Linked DNA regions of Astyanax mexicanus: region 2 is linked to region 1. Evidence: chromatin contacts called from public Hi-C data. All regions are on one chromosome and are shown on one strand. The core of a region is the stretch at or near the end of the contact, and the rest is flanking DNA. Distances in the headings are between cores, read along the strand shown.

What was found. A called contact is a pair of places that touch in the nucleus more often than the background predicts.
Region 2: a contact with region 1 is called in a Hi-C map of muscle, with 6 times the contacts expected there. The contact joins the promoter of tp53bp2a here to the promoter of LOC103027427 in region 1. A contact is called at or near these places in 2 of 3 Hi-C or Micro-C datasets (both in muscle).

What each region holds. Positions count from the first base shown.
Region 1 is chr25:26,796,362-26,802,566 of AstMex3_surface, forward strand. It overlaps LOC103027427 (cytochrome c oxidase assembly protein COX15 homolog), which reads left to right and starts at 3,027. Exons shown (of 9, transcript XM_049472094.1): 1 at 3,027-3,161; 2 at 4,569-4,753. The coding sequence starts at 3,087. It overlaps cutc (cutC copper transporter homolog (E. coli)), which reads right to left and starts at 3,107. Exons shown (of 10, transcript XM_049472095.1): 1 at 3,011-3,107; 2 at 1,456-1,567.
Region 2 is chr25:27,050,949-27,057,800 of AstMex3_surface, forward strand. tp53bp2a (tumor protein p53 binding protein, 2a) reads right to left here and starts at 5,200. Exons shown (of 20, transcript XM_049472189.1): 1 at 4,584-5,200. The coding sequence starts at 4,610.

The DNA.
Region 1 (6,205 bases), core at 1,777-4,276:
ATTACATCATTCCCTTTAAAATCAAAGGTAATAAAAGAGGTAAAAGTCCGTCCTGACACTCGTTTATGCTAAATATTGATAATGCTAGGTGATAATAGATGGTTTCTTTAGAAGACATTATCTACCTATAAAAAGGAAATTCATTATTCCAAAATTTTGCATAAGAATACATGGGAAAATGTCTACAAAATAAATGTAGCCATTTTACATATATAGGTCATTTGTACAGTTTTTATGATACTAAAGAGTGTTAACCTGGGAATATATATATATATGTTTTTTTATAAGGACAATAAACACTATAACTCACAGGTATAATATTAAAATTTAACAATATTCTAATTAAAAAACTACTAATAAAAAACAGAATCTCATATGTGTCTCCTCCAGATTGCAATCAACCAATTAAAATGCAGCAACAAGCAAACACAAATAATCGCTGACTAATCGAAATAATAAATCACATATTAGTCACCTAATTAACCGAATTAAATCATTAACCCCAGCCCTACTGACTAATCGATCAATTGGAAAATTAATCAACAGATTAGTCGACTAACAAAACAATCATTAGTCCCAGCCCTATCGACTAATCGACAAATTTATAAACAGATTTTAATCCCAAAACAGTCATTAATCCCAACGTTATTGACTAATCAACAAAATAACCAAGTAATTATTCAACTATCAAAACAATCATTTGTCCAACTCTATTTACTAAACAACAGATTAGTTGACAAACAATTATCAATCCCAGCTCTATTAACTAACCGACAAAATAAATCAATTATTAAATCGATTATTCGACTATCAAAACAACCATTAGTCCCAGCTCTATTAACTAATCAACAAAATGATTAACTGATTATTCGACTACTAAAATAATCATTACTCCCATCTCTACTGACTAATCAACAAAATAATCATTTGATTATCTGACCATCGAAACAATCGTCAGAATAACAAACGGATTACTCGACTAACAATCAGTAATACCACTCCTACTGACTGATAGACTAATCGTCAAATATAACAGACAGATTATTCGACTTCACAATTGAGTCAAATGAGCAGTTTTTTATTTAATAATCAGTATTTCAAAGACATATATTAGATTACTTGTTTACTGTTTAGGCTGCATTATTGTTATTTATTATTGATTATTATATAATATGATGATTTTTCTGATTGTTGAACTGCAAATTGATGCAGACAGGCTGATCTGCACGCTTTAAACAGCGAATTACAGCAGATTAAAGTGTTTAAATGTGTAAAATAAAGAAATAATGAAGTTTAATAAAGAAGTGAGAGAGTGTTAATCTGCCACACTGCTGCTCACACTCATACAGCGGGATTAAACAGCGATAAACTGATTAAAATCAACATCAGATCGGTCGAATAGCGATTCAATAAGAATAAACCGCTTCAGTTTCAGCGGAATCCGGTTATTTTTACCTTAAAACCGTGTTTTTGGGTCACATTCAGCCTGTAGTTCAGCTCTGTTTATAACCCGCCAGCCCGGGGCTCTGCCGAGATCTGATACCCCGCCAAATCCTGCTCCCCTACTCTATATTTAAACATAAAAATACAATAAAAAGCAGCGTATTTAATAAATAATATCTGTATAATATTTACAAAGTCTGAATCAGTATATCAGACTACAGTTAAGGGAATAGGGCTGATTATAACCCTAGTTTTGTATTTTAAATTGTATTTTTATTATTTTATTAGTAATATTATTATTATCTGCCATGTTCACATTTGTAACAATCAAAAAATATATATAATAATAACGAGAAGACGCTCAAATTGTTTTTTGTACTAAAATAAATAAAAACTATCGTAAAAAAAACTCGAAAACATAAATATATAGTTGCGCGCATGCGTACTGGTGGTAGGAAGCGCATATCCACGGGTAGCCCAACTCGACAGAACACCAGGCAAGACGGATCTGCGCTGTGATTGGTCAAGAGCGACCAACCTTTTTTTTAAACATTCTTTTAATATTTATTTTAAAATAATTGTAACTTTAGATATATTTTCACATTTTATTGGTTATTAGACGAACAGAAAAGTAACCTATTGGTTAATAAATAAATAAACATTTTAACGCAAAAAAAAAAAAATACAAAAAATATATACACGTAAAAAATAAAACTTAAAAAAGCTAAGACATGAACATTCCACACGTGGGATCATTTTGAGCCCGTTTTTAAAAAAATTTCAATTTACAATATTTGTCAAAAATAAATAAAAATAAAATTATAAAACTGCTTACAAAACATGCAAATCGTTTTTTTAATATCACGTGACGTCAGGGGTCAAAGTTGAATCGGGCTTGAATAACACGATTATTTTATGTAAATATTTTATTTGTATTTATATTTTTAAGTCCACTAGCATCAAACACTCTGGAGAGTAAACTTTCCAATTAGTCGATGAAAAATCATGAGAAAAAAAAGCTAAAATAAAATGATAAAAATAATAACATTTTTACTTTTTTTCCAAAATGGCACGTGACATCAGAGGTCAGAGGGGAGTCAGGATTAAACCAAGCGAAGTTTGATTCAGCCGAGTGAACCGATTCATTTCTTTCTTTAGCGATCCAGAGATTATACATTATAATATGTATATTATTTTTTCTTTATTTTCCAGGTTTATTGAAAATGTTAATTTAAAATTATTTTTCTCTAATAACTTATACAATGTTAAAAAAATAAGTAAAGTATTTTTTGTTTATGTATTTTTTTTCTAAATCAACTTTTTTTCTTTTTCTCTAATATCTAAGTAAATGCATTTATTTTTTGCGTTTAAATATGTATTTTTTTATTTCTTAAACAACACTTTTCTCTTTGTCTAATAACTAATAATACAATCTAAAATAAAAAAAAGTAATAGTTATTTTAAAAAATATATAAAAAATAAGTTTTAAAAGTGGTCGGTCGCTCTTGACCAATCAGGGCGCAGATCCGTCCTGCTCGGTTCGGTCGGGAAAAAGGAACCGACTCACCAAATGATTCAAACAACATGGTGCCGGTGTGAGGAAGCGGAGGTCCTGTGTGTGTTTGGATCTACAGGACGGAACCATGCTGCTCCCGAACCTCCGGCACGCGGTGTGCAGCGGCTTCAGGACCACGGGGAGAACCGCGCTGCAGAACCCGGTAACAGAACCCGCTAACAGAACCTCTCCCGCGGGTTTAACGCGCGAGTTATAGCGCTAATTAACGCAGAGGCACGCGACGCTATTAAAGCCTCGTTAATTGAGGTCATAATTAAGGTCAAGAGTCACACCTGTCCTCAGGTACACCCGGGTACACTCACTTATAACCATATACAAACAATTCATACCTCAATTCAAATATTTCAGTATTAATTCATAAACTGAACTCTTGTTATACTCTATATTAGAGCTACAGTGCAACATTCATCAATCAATTGTCTGACAATTTTAGGCTAAATAAAAAACATATATAGAAATTGATGGTAAAGGTTCAGTGTAACGTTTATTAATTTAATTTTCTGCCATTTTGAGGCTAAATGCAAAAATAGAAATTTGGATATAAAAAAAAATTATTTCATCTCTCTCATCTCACAATCTGAATTTCAGGAGAAATTAATGTATTAATATTTTCTTTATTTTCTGACTTTTTTCATTTTTGCATTTTGCAGGTTTAGATTTGTGTTATTGGACAAAAAGTGAGAGAAGATTCAACTTTTCTTTTTTCTTGAAATTCTGTTTGCGAAAGGCTGAAATGAAAAAACTCGATAATTAAAAAAAATTGTGCTTGATACACTCAGAAATGTATCCGTTTAATTTTCTGACGGTTTCACGTTAAATTTGATCATAGAAAATTGGGTGTAAAACTTTGTTTACTTTGGTGAAGAAGAAATAAATCATTTTTTTTATCTTAAACAGAATTGAAAAAATATATATTCTCTTCCCTTTGTTATATTTTATAATCTGATGGTATAATGCAACTTACTTTTGTTACAAGATGCAGAAATAAAAAATTGTGTGTTTTTATTTTTTATTTTTGTCCATTTTTCCTGAAACTCGAACTACACCAAATGGTAAGAATGAAATAAAACACAGGCTTTATGGTCAGTGTAATGTTTAGCAGTTTAATTTTCTGACCGTATCAAGTTAAATTTGAAAATAATGTTTGTTTGTTTTTTTACACTCAGTATATTGATGATAATTATTTTTTAATCCAATTTTCTAGTTCCAATCTAGTTTTTCATTTTAGCCTTTCACAAACAGCATTTCAAGAAAAAAGTGCAACTTGCTAAATGCAAAAATGAAAAAATAAAAACAATAAAGAAAAAAAATATATATTTTTATCTTTCATGAAATTCCTATTGAAATGAAACAACTAAAATTGGAAAAATGGATAGTTTTTTCCTGTACACTGTACTACTATATATATATATATATATATAAATTAAATAATAGTTTTTTACATCCAATTTTCTATTTTTGCATTTAGCCTTAAACTGACAGAAAATGAAATGAATAAACACTGATCTGTAGTGGTAACACTAATTCTTCCTCTTTTTTTTTTCGGTAGCGGACGCCGTTGAGACAGTGGCTGCTACAGAGAGGACAGAACACAGTGGTGGCTGAATCCGGAGCGGCTCGAACCCCCACCGCGGTGTCCGTACCCAACGCCGCTACAGATCGAACCGTGGGCCGCTGGCTGGTGGGATGCAGTGGGCTGGTGTTGGGGGCGGTGGTGCTGGGAGGAGTCACCAGGTCAGTGATGATAAACCTGTTTATCTGGCGTTGTGCTGAATTCTGCACCCCCTCTCGGGAGTGTGCACCCACGTCTTCTTGGCTTTAAATTTTTTTTTTTAGAAAATGAAAATACCCAAGATGCTGTTCTAACTCGACTCGTATAGTAGAATAGTCACGTCACCCGCAGCCTCTCCCGAGAGGGGGCGCTTTTCCTGGCGGGGGTGCTGAAATATAATAATAGTAATATAGTAGTAATATAGTAGTGCTGAAATCTGAAACCTGAACCCCCGCCATAAGAAGCACCGCCTCTTTGCAGCACATACGCACCATCTGCTGTATAAAAGCACTTTGACTTTACTTAGAATTTTGCTCAGAGAGAGGGTGCTTTTTCTGGCGGGGATGTTGAATTCAGCACAACACCGTATCCGATCCACCTGAATTTTTTTTGTGTTGATAGACCAACACAAATTAGCACATGACTGTAAAGTGGAATGAAAATTATACATAGTTTTCAGACCAACTTTCTAGAGACTGAGATTTTTACCCCATAGGCCTTATTTGAGTTTATAATATAATAAAGAAATCCAATCACCACTTTGTTAAAGTAGAATAAGATGAACAGCATGTTTTTACTGCTGAACTGAACAGAAATAACTGCTACAGCAGAAGAAAAGTGTGAGGTGTAGTTCAGTATCATAGTTTAAGGGTTTTATTAAAAGGATGTAGTTTAGGAAAATACTGCTAATAAAATAAACCCCAGAACATTCAGTCCTTTAATTTCTCTTTATTTACTTTAATCCCGTTTTTCATACGTGTATTTTTCTAAAACATGACTTTCCAGCCACCCACATGTAGCACTAAAATATCTGTGATGGAAAGCGGCTGTTAAAAGCTGTGTGTTGGTGGAGTAACATTATATAAAACTCAACAGAGCATCAGATTTTAATAATAAATAGTACATTTATTTGGGGAAATTTAAATAGTTTAGCAAACTTGTGCGGTTCCTCGCTTTTCTTTAAAGACCGGTGTTATGACCGGTTGTGCAACCATGTCCAATCGTGCTTCCCTAGTGTATATTTCAACGTAAAAATAATGAAAGAAAAATGCTTTCAACAGGATATTAGAATAAGCTAGCTAATTAAGTCACTGTATCAAAAAGTTAAGAATTATATTTTTTCTGCTAAGCTTAGCTGATGAATTAGAAGGAAAACTTGCCAAAACCCCTGAACCCCTGTTCCTTACTAGTGTATCTTAAAATACGCTTTATATTCTGTTGTCTTATAGTTCAGAAAATACAGTAATAAAGGACGTGCACTTATATGACCCTGATTACTCAGAATTACATAGTCATTTAATCAAAGACCAGACTCAACTCATGGATGTTTTATATTTATATAATTTTATTAGAAGTGATTTTAATGCTGGAATAAAGACGTTAGAGTGTCTCCAGTTGATGAAGTGATGTTTTCT
Region 2 (6,852 bases), core at 3,950-6,449, 260 kb after region 1:
GACAGGGCCACTGTATAGTCCGTCACAGTCAATCTCACTTTGCTGTTCTCGTAGAAACTCAATTTGTGTTTGATCAAATCAACACAGAAAGCTGACCTGGCAAGCCTGGAGTGAAAAGAGAGACAGACAGATAGGCAAGGAAGTGAAGCATGAATGTGACATTGCAGCAATGCCCAAATAAAGGTTAGTGCAACACAATAATGCCAATAATGTCAAATCACTGATGGACGCAAAACCAGACGATGGACGTCAATGAAGCTGCGACGGCCTAATCAGCCTTATAGTTTAAGATTAAAATGTTCCAAGAATTCAAAACCAATACAGACAACATAAATAACACACTAAATAACAATAAACTAAGTGCTTAACCTACCTTTGGCCCAGAGTTGAACCGTTGTTATTAAAGCAGGGTGAAGAACACAGTGTGAGGAGGGCAGTGAGGCGTCTAAAACCGAACCCAGCAGAGCCGCAAGCCCTGGGGACTGAACTAAGCAACACAGCCGGGAAAACAGAGGTCATCCACAGGCGGGAGAGCCAAAGTGGCAAAGCACTGCATCCTTGACCACGCCTAAAAGGCATGGCAAGGTTCAGCGAATGAGGGCTCTCAATATTATCCATCAAGAGTGGGCTGTATTAACAAAGTTCCAAAGTAAAATTCACAACGTATCCCCAACTATATAATAACCTAAGCAATATTTGAGACCACGTTTACACCTGGAATTAACTTGTTTCCAAACGATGGTACAATGGTGATCCAATCATTAACGGCGAGCACAAAGTACAAGTGTCAAAAAAAATAAGTGATATTCAACATATATAATATCTAGTGTGGGTTGGCGATATTATTGCGTACAATACAATATGGCACCCCTATTTTGAGATATTACCAAGAATACAGGTATCTCCTCTCAAAAACACCCTGAAATACTTGTGATATTACTTTGGGGCAATATCAATATCCCACCCCTACCCTTAAACTTATGATTGACTAAAGAACACATACAAACTTTGTCAATAGACTTCAAATGCAGAATATATAGGTTATTTTTAAATGTTTAGTTAGTTGTTGGTTTTTACTGACCATAAATTATTCTAAAGACAAACCTAATGTCCAAAACTAACCACAGAGCTTAAGGCTAATCATCCTAAAAACACTGTCCAATCATCCCATAACGACACTCTGTTTACTGAGGCTAATTACTGAAGAGAAGACTTGTGTGCTATAGAGAGTGAAGGATTACAAACAAGCTCTGTCAGCCTGTTTCACTGGAATCAGCCTCGTAAAAAGACAGCATCTCTTATCAGAGTTCAGCAGCAGTCTATACACAATACACTCTCTCTCACACACTGCGCAATAAAAGAACCTTGCTGCTATTGTGTTCAGACACGAACAATCCCTTTTCAGGAGCTCTACCATTCTGCAACTGTAAAAAACTGTGCTTAGACCCCCCCTAAAAAGCCTACAGTGAAATCTGTCACCCGATAAAACACCTATAAATCAGCATAAAGATTTGTTGCGTTGATTGTAGTTGGCTGAACATGGGAAATTTGCCAATTCTTAATGTAATATGAGTGCAGGTGAGGTGTCTGAAGGCTTTATATAAGCCATCCAGGTCAATGACATGATGCTCTGGTTTCAATGGCAACTGTTAAAGGTGGATATATTAGGCAGTATTGTCCCTGGAAGCAGGAAATATGGGCAGCTTAAGGAGCTTAAGATTCTGAGACATCAACAGGCATGAGGTGGTCAACATTAATTAATCGGCATTAATCGGCATTTTACAATTTGTTGACAATGAATTGTATTATTTTATTCATTTTGAACTGTTTGCAATTAAGGCTTTTAAGCGGCATTGACAAACGTAAAAGTAGAAGAAAACAATTATTTTAACCCTTAACTATCAAAAGAAAAAGTGAAAAACAAGCAATCAAAAAGCCAATAACTAATGTGAGAAACAACCATAACCCAGAATTCGTAAATGGGTAATAGGCTAGGTCAAATCTGATCAAAACCACATTTAGAAGTATTATAAAATGCAATTACAATCTAATTTGAACAGATATGTCTTAGTTTGGATGCTTTGGGCATTTAAAATAGGTTAAGATGCGTCTTTTGCGTCAATTACAGCGTAACACAACACAACAAACCTCCTCAAATACTACAGAGTGACAGAAAAGCATTGGGTTAAGGAGGCCACAAAATTAACCAAAGGTTATTTACTGATGCTGACCTCGTTACCACAGAAACCAATGCATATATCTGTGTTCAGACAGGCAAATCCGATCTGATCACTTCCAATTAACAGTCCAGACAGAAATATTTAAAAAAATAATAATTCTCAATATTCTTCAAATATATATATGTGATTTTCGATTACAACTTTGATTTTTCTTTTGTTTCTACATAACTAATAACCGCATAACTGCTTTTTACATGCAAAACAAAGCAAACATAACGTCCTTGCATTTTAGCTTTTTTTAGATTTCCTCTTTAGCTTCTACATGTAAAGATGTACAATCTCCTTACTTATCCATTTTGAAAAACACATTAAAACAGTAATTCTATTAATTAACTCAAGTCCTGAAGTCAAAAGCATTTAAAAGCAAAACACAACTTCTATACTGATGCTTCTATTCAATACAATGCATCTCAGACTGCAGCAGAAGACAGGAAGGCATACCTTTCTCTTCCTCTCTCTCTCTCTCTCTCTCTCTCTCTCTCTCTCTCTTTCCCTTTATCTCTCTCTCAGGAACAACCCTGGCTCTTCTCCAAGCTTTCTCCTCACCTCTCTTCATCTCCCGAAACTCAATAATTCTGCTGTTTATCTCCACCACAGGACATTTCCCTCGCTGCAGTTTCCACCCAGCCTGTTTGGTTATGAATGAGATTGCTGGAGAGTTGAGTCATAAGATAACTTTGTCAGATTAGGTTTCGGTCTTTCCTGACATAATGAACACAATGGTGTGGAAAAACATCAATAAAAGGACAATTTATAATCATTTTATACACATCTACATCGGCAAATTATGCCTATGTGCAAAGACAGACACTGTGCTTTGGTTTAAAAAGAGATAAATTAAGTAAAACTGGTGTTAATTAGCATTAATCATGAGTTTTTCTGGTTTGTTCTTTCTCAGACAAGTCAATCCCAACACAAAAAAGGATATTTAGTGAGACTGATAATTAGAATTATGGACTTTACTACTGCGTCAATTTGATATGTATTGTTTTGTTTGTTTGCTTGTATGTTTGTTTTTTGAGCAGCAGGTTTTAGACACAATTTTAATACAACAAAAATCAGAAACAAGGTAATTCAGACTCAGATTTAAAGGAAGTGGATTTTTTAGGTTTACTAATATGTCTAAAATACTGAAAACAACAAAATACAATATTCACTCTTATGTTCACTAGTTTACTAGTTCGATTTCCAACAGTTCTACGGCTTATGTAATGTTAGCTAACTATTGTTAAGTAGGGTAAGCTATTTTCCAGACACATTTCTGTTCATGTAAAATTTCTATATTATCCACTGCAGGGTTAGACTTTATTTGCTGCCTATAGTACAAGATATTCAGGATAACGTAGTGTTAAGTAGGTTATAACTAGTGTTAAATAGCATTTTTAAGTTTCAATCTTTTTCAGATACGTTTTTTTCACAGCAAAAAGCAGATTTAACTGAGATTTTGCCAAAAAGTTAGGCTTAGCTGCATCATTTTGATCTGTATTGTTTTGTTTGTTGAGCAACAGGTTTAGACACAATTTTAGTACCAATTTTACCAAATTATGTAAAAGTCAGATTTAATGGTAGTGGTAGAATTATGTAGGTTAGAACTAGTACTAAATAGCAGTTTTTAACGAACTTTTAAGAAACATTTCCATTTATGTTGTATTTATATAGTGTTAACTATAATCTACTGTTGGGTTAGATTTTATTTACTGCTATAATACAAGATATTCAGATTAACATAGCGTTTAAATATGTTAGAACTAGTGTTACATAGCATTTTTAAGTTTTTTTTTTTTTCCAGATATACAGTTGGACTTTCAGAATTGCATCATTCTGAGCTGTATTGTTTTGTTTTGTTCTTTGTTTGTTTTTTGGGCAGCAGGTTTAATGACAAATTGAAGTAACAACTTTTACCACAGTCAGATGTAAAGGTAGTGGGTTTTCTAAGGATTACTAGAATGTCTAAAAACAGAAAACAACAAACATAAAATATTTACTTTTTCATTTACTAGTAAGATATAACTTACATTTCCGAATTTCCAGACTTTCCATAAATTTCCAACTGTTTTATGACTTAATATGCAGATAGTTACTGTTGGTATGAATTAACATCAGTTTTAGAATTTTCAAGACACATTTATGTTTATGTTGTATTTTTATAGCGTAAACTATAATCTACTGTAGGGTTAGACTTTATTTGCTGGCTATAGTAAAATATATTCAGGTTAACAAAGTGTTAAATGTGTTCAAATTAGTGTTAAATAACATTTTTTAAGTTTTATTCTTTGTCAGATACGTTTTTCACAACACAACAGCAGATTTAGTGAGGTTTTCACAAAAAAAGTTTGGACTTACCGGCATCATTTTTGAATCGTATCGCATTTAATCCAATTATTGTCCGTTTTATTTGTTTAGTTTTTTTTTTGACTCAGAATAAACACTTGTAGCTAAGCTAAGCTAACTATATTCTTCACACAGTGATCAGTTGGTTAGCGTTAACTAGCGACCGTTAAAGTATTCCACACTTTTTCCAGCGTTTTCTCCTTTTCTCGTCTTTTTCTCACAGAAAAAAACTCTTTTTAGAACTTATCTCCTTTGTTTAGTATCCGGAGGGACCTGTTGCGGGTGGGTCCGCGGTCCGAGGCCTCGGTTTTCCCGGGGGAAAGTTCGGTAGAAGCGGGTCGGAGTATCGGGTTCTCAGGCGGCGCTGTTAGCACGAAGCTAACGCCTCAGGAAAGTTTACCTGCGCGGAGCTCCGTCTCCTCCGTTTCCGAGCAGGATACCTCCTAAAACACACCGAACTTTTCCGAAACGCCTCTGTAATCCAGTCAGGGACACTCTAAACATCCGAGTTTTTGTCCAATTTCCGAGTTTTTCTCCTTAAATCCAGTTTTTCAGGACATTTTTCCCGACCCGTCCGCGACCGCCTCGAATATCCAAACGAGTTACCGAGTCCTCCTCCCAGCCCACAACAGCACAGCGCGACTCGGATCCGCCAGGGAGTCGTTCTAATGAACCGACTCAAACAGATCCGAGTCCCGAGATTTTTTTTTTATTCTTATTATTCTTATGCTTTTATATTTGTATTCTTATGTACTTAGTCCATTTTTATAAATTTTATTCATTTCTTATCATTCTTATAATTTTATTTTACTTTTACTATTATTATTATCTTTTTTGACATTTTATTTGTTTTATTTGATAAATTATTTATTTTTTATGGTCATTTTTTATTTTATTTTCCTATTTATATTTATATAAAATATATATAATAAATTATAATAAATAAAAAGTTCATTTTATTTGGACTCATTTATTTTGACTCGGAAGTACTTTGAAGGCAAAAAATAAAATAGATACAAATAAAAATGAGAATAAAACAATAATAAAACGTGGTTTAATAAACATGATAAGATTCATATAACAAAAAAACAAATCAAATTAAGCTAAAACTAACTTTTACATAGCATATTAAAAAATAAATAAAAAAACAAAATGTAAAAATGTATAATAATAATAATAATAATAATAGTAATAATAATAAAAGGAACTAAACAAAAATAAGTTAAAAAGCAATAATACAAAACTATTAAAACAATAAAATAAATAAAAAGGAAATAGAAGTGTGAAGAACTGAAATAAGAAATAAAAACTAAGAATAAATAAGATTAAGTAAGATGTCTGAAGGTGGTTAGATATTAAACGTAAAAAAAGATTATATATATATATTCATTTATATTAAATGCTTCATTTAAAGCTTTATTTATTTTATTTGTTTCCTTATTATTTCGAATTTCTTTTCATAATGTTTACAATTCCTTTTAAACTGTAAATGCTCGGCTACTTTATATAAGGATCACCATAAATTAAACTGCAGCAAATTCATAAGAGCCAACTGAATCGAACTTCTTTGTTTCGGATCATCTCTGTCTTTACTCTTAAATAAATATAATTTCTTATTATAACAGTACATTAAATACATTCTTAGAATATATTGTAAACTTGTATATTCTACTGGCAAAATATTTTATAATGATGTTTTAACATATATCGATATATAAAATCCAGCAGCATGATTATCAGTACTCTTCACACCTTTGACATTTGCTTAATAAAGTGTGGGAACAAGATGATAATAAGTGGCCACGACTTAAACTGGTAAGAAAAGAGCTGGTGTGATCTTTATCTTTATGTGAGACTTATTTTGTGTAAAGAAATTCACGAACATGTTCTGTATAGAACTGTATAGTTCCTATTAATAATAATAAGCATGTTTGATATTTTTATAAAAACAAACGACAGCCCACCAATATTTGAATATTAAAACATATAAAAAATATTTTAATTCAAACGTTTCTAGTTTTTGGCCAAAAAAACTTAAAACACTCAATTCTTACAATGTTTTAATAATTAAAAGTAAAACAACAGTTGATGTACTTTGTCCTGCGCACTGAATCAGACATGTGATTCACCGAAACTGAATCGGTTCGTGAAAAGTGAATCAAACTTTCCATCAGCAGGACCAGCCCGTTCCTGAGTGACGTGGAGCGGGAGGGGGAGCTCGAGCTGGAATTTCAGCTCCACCCCGCGAGCCACACACACACACACACTATACACACACACA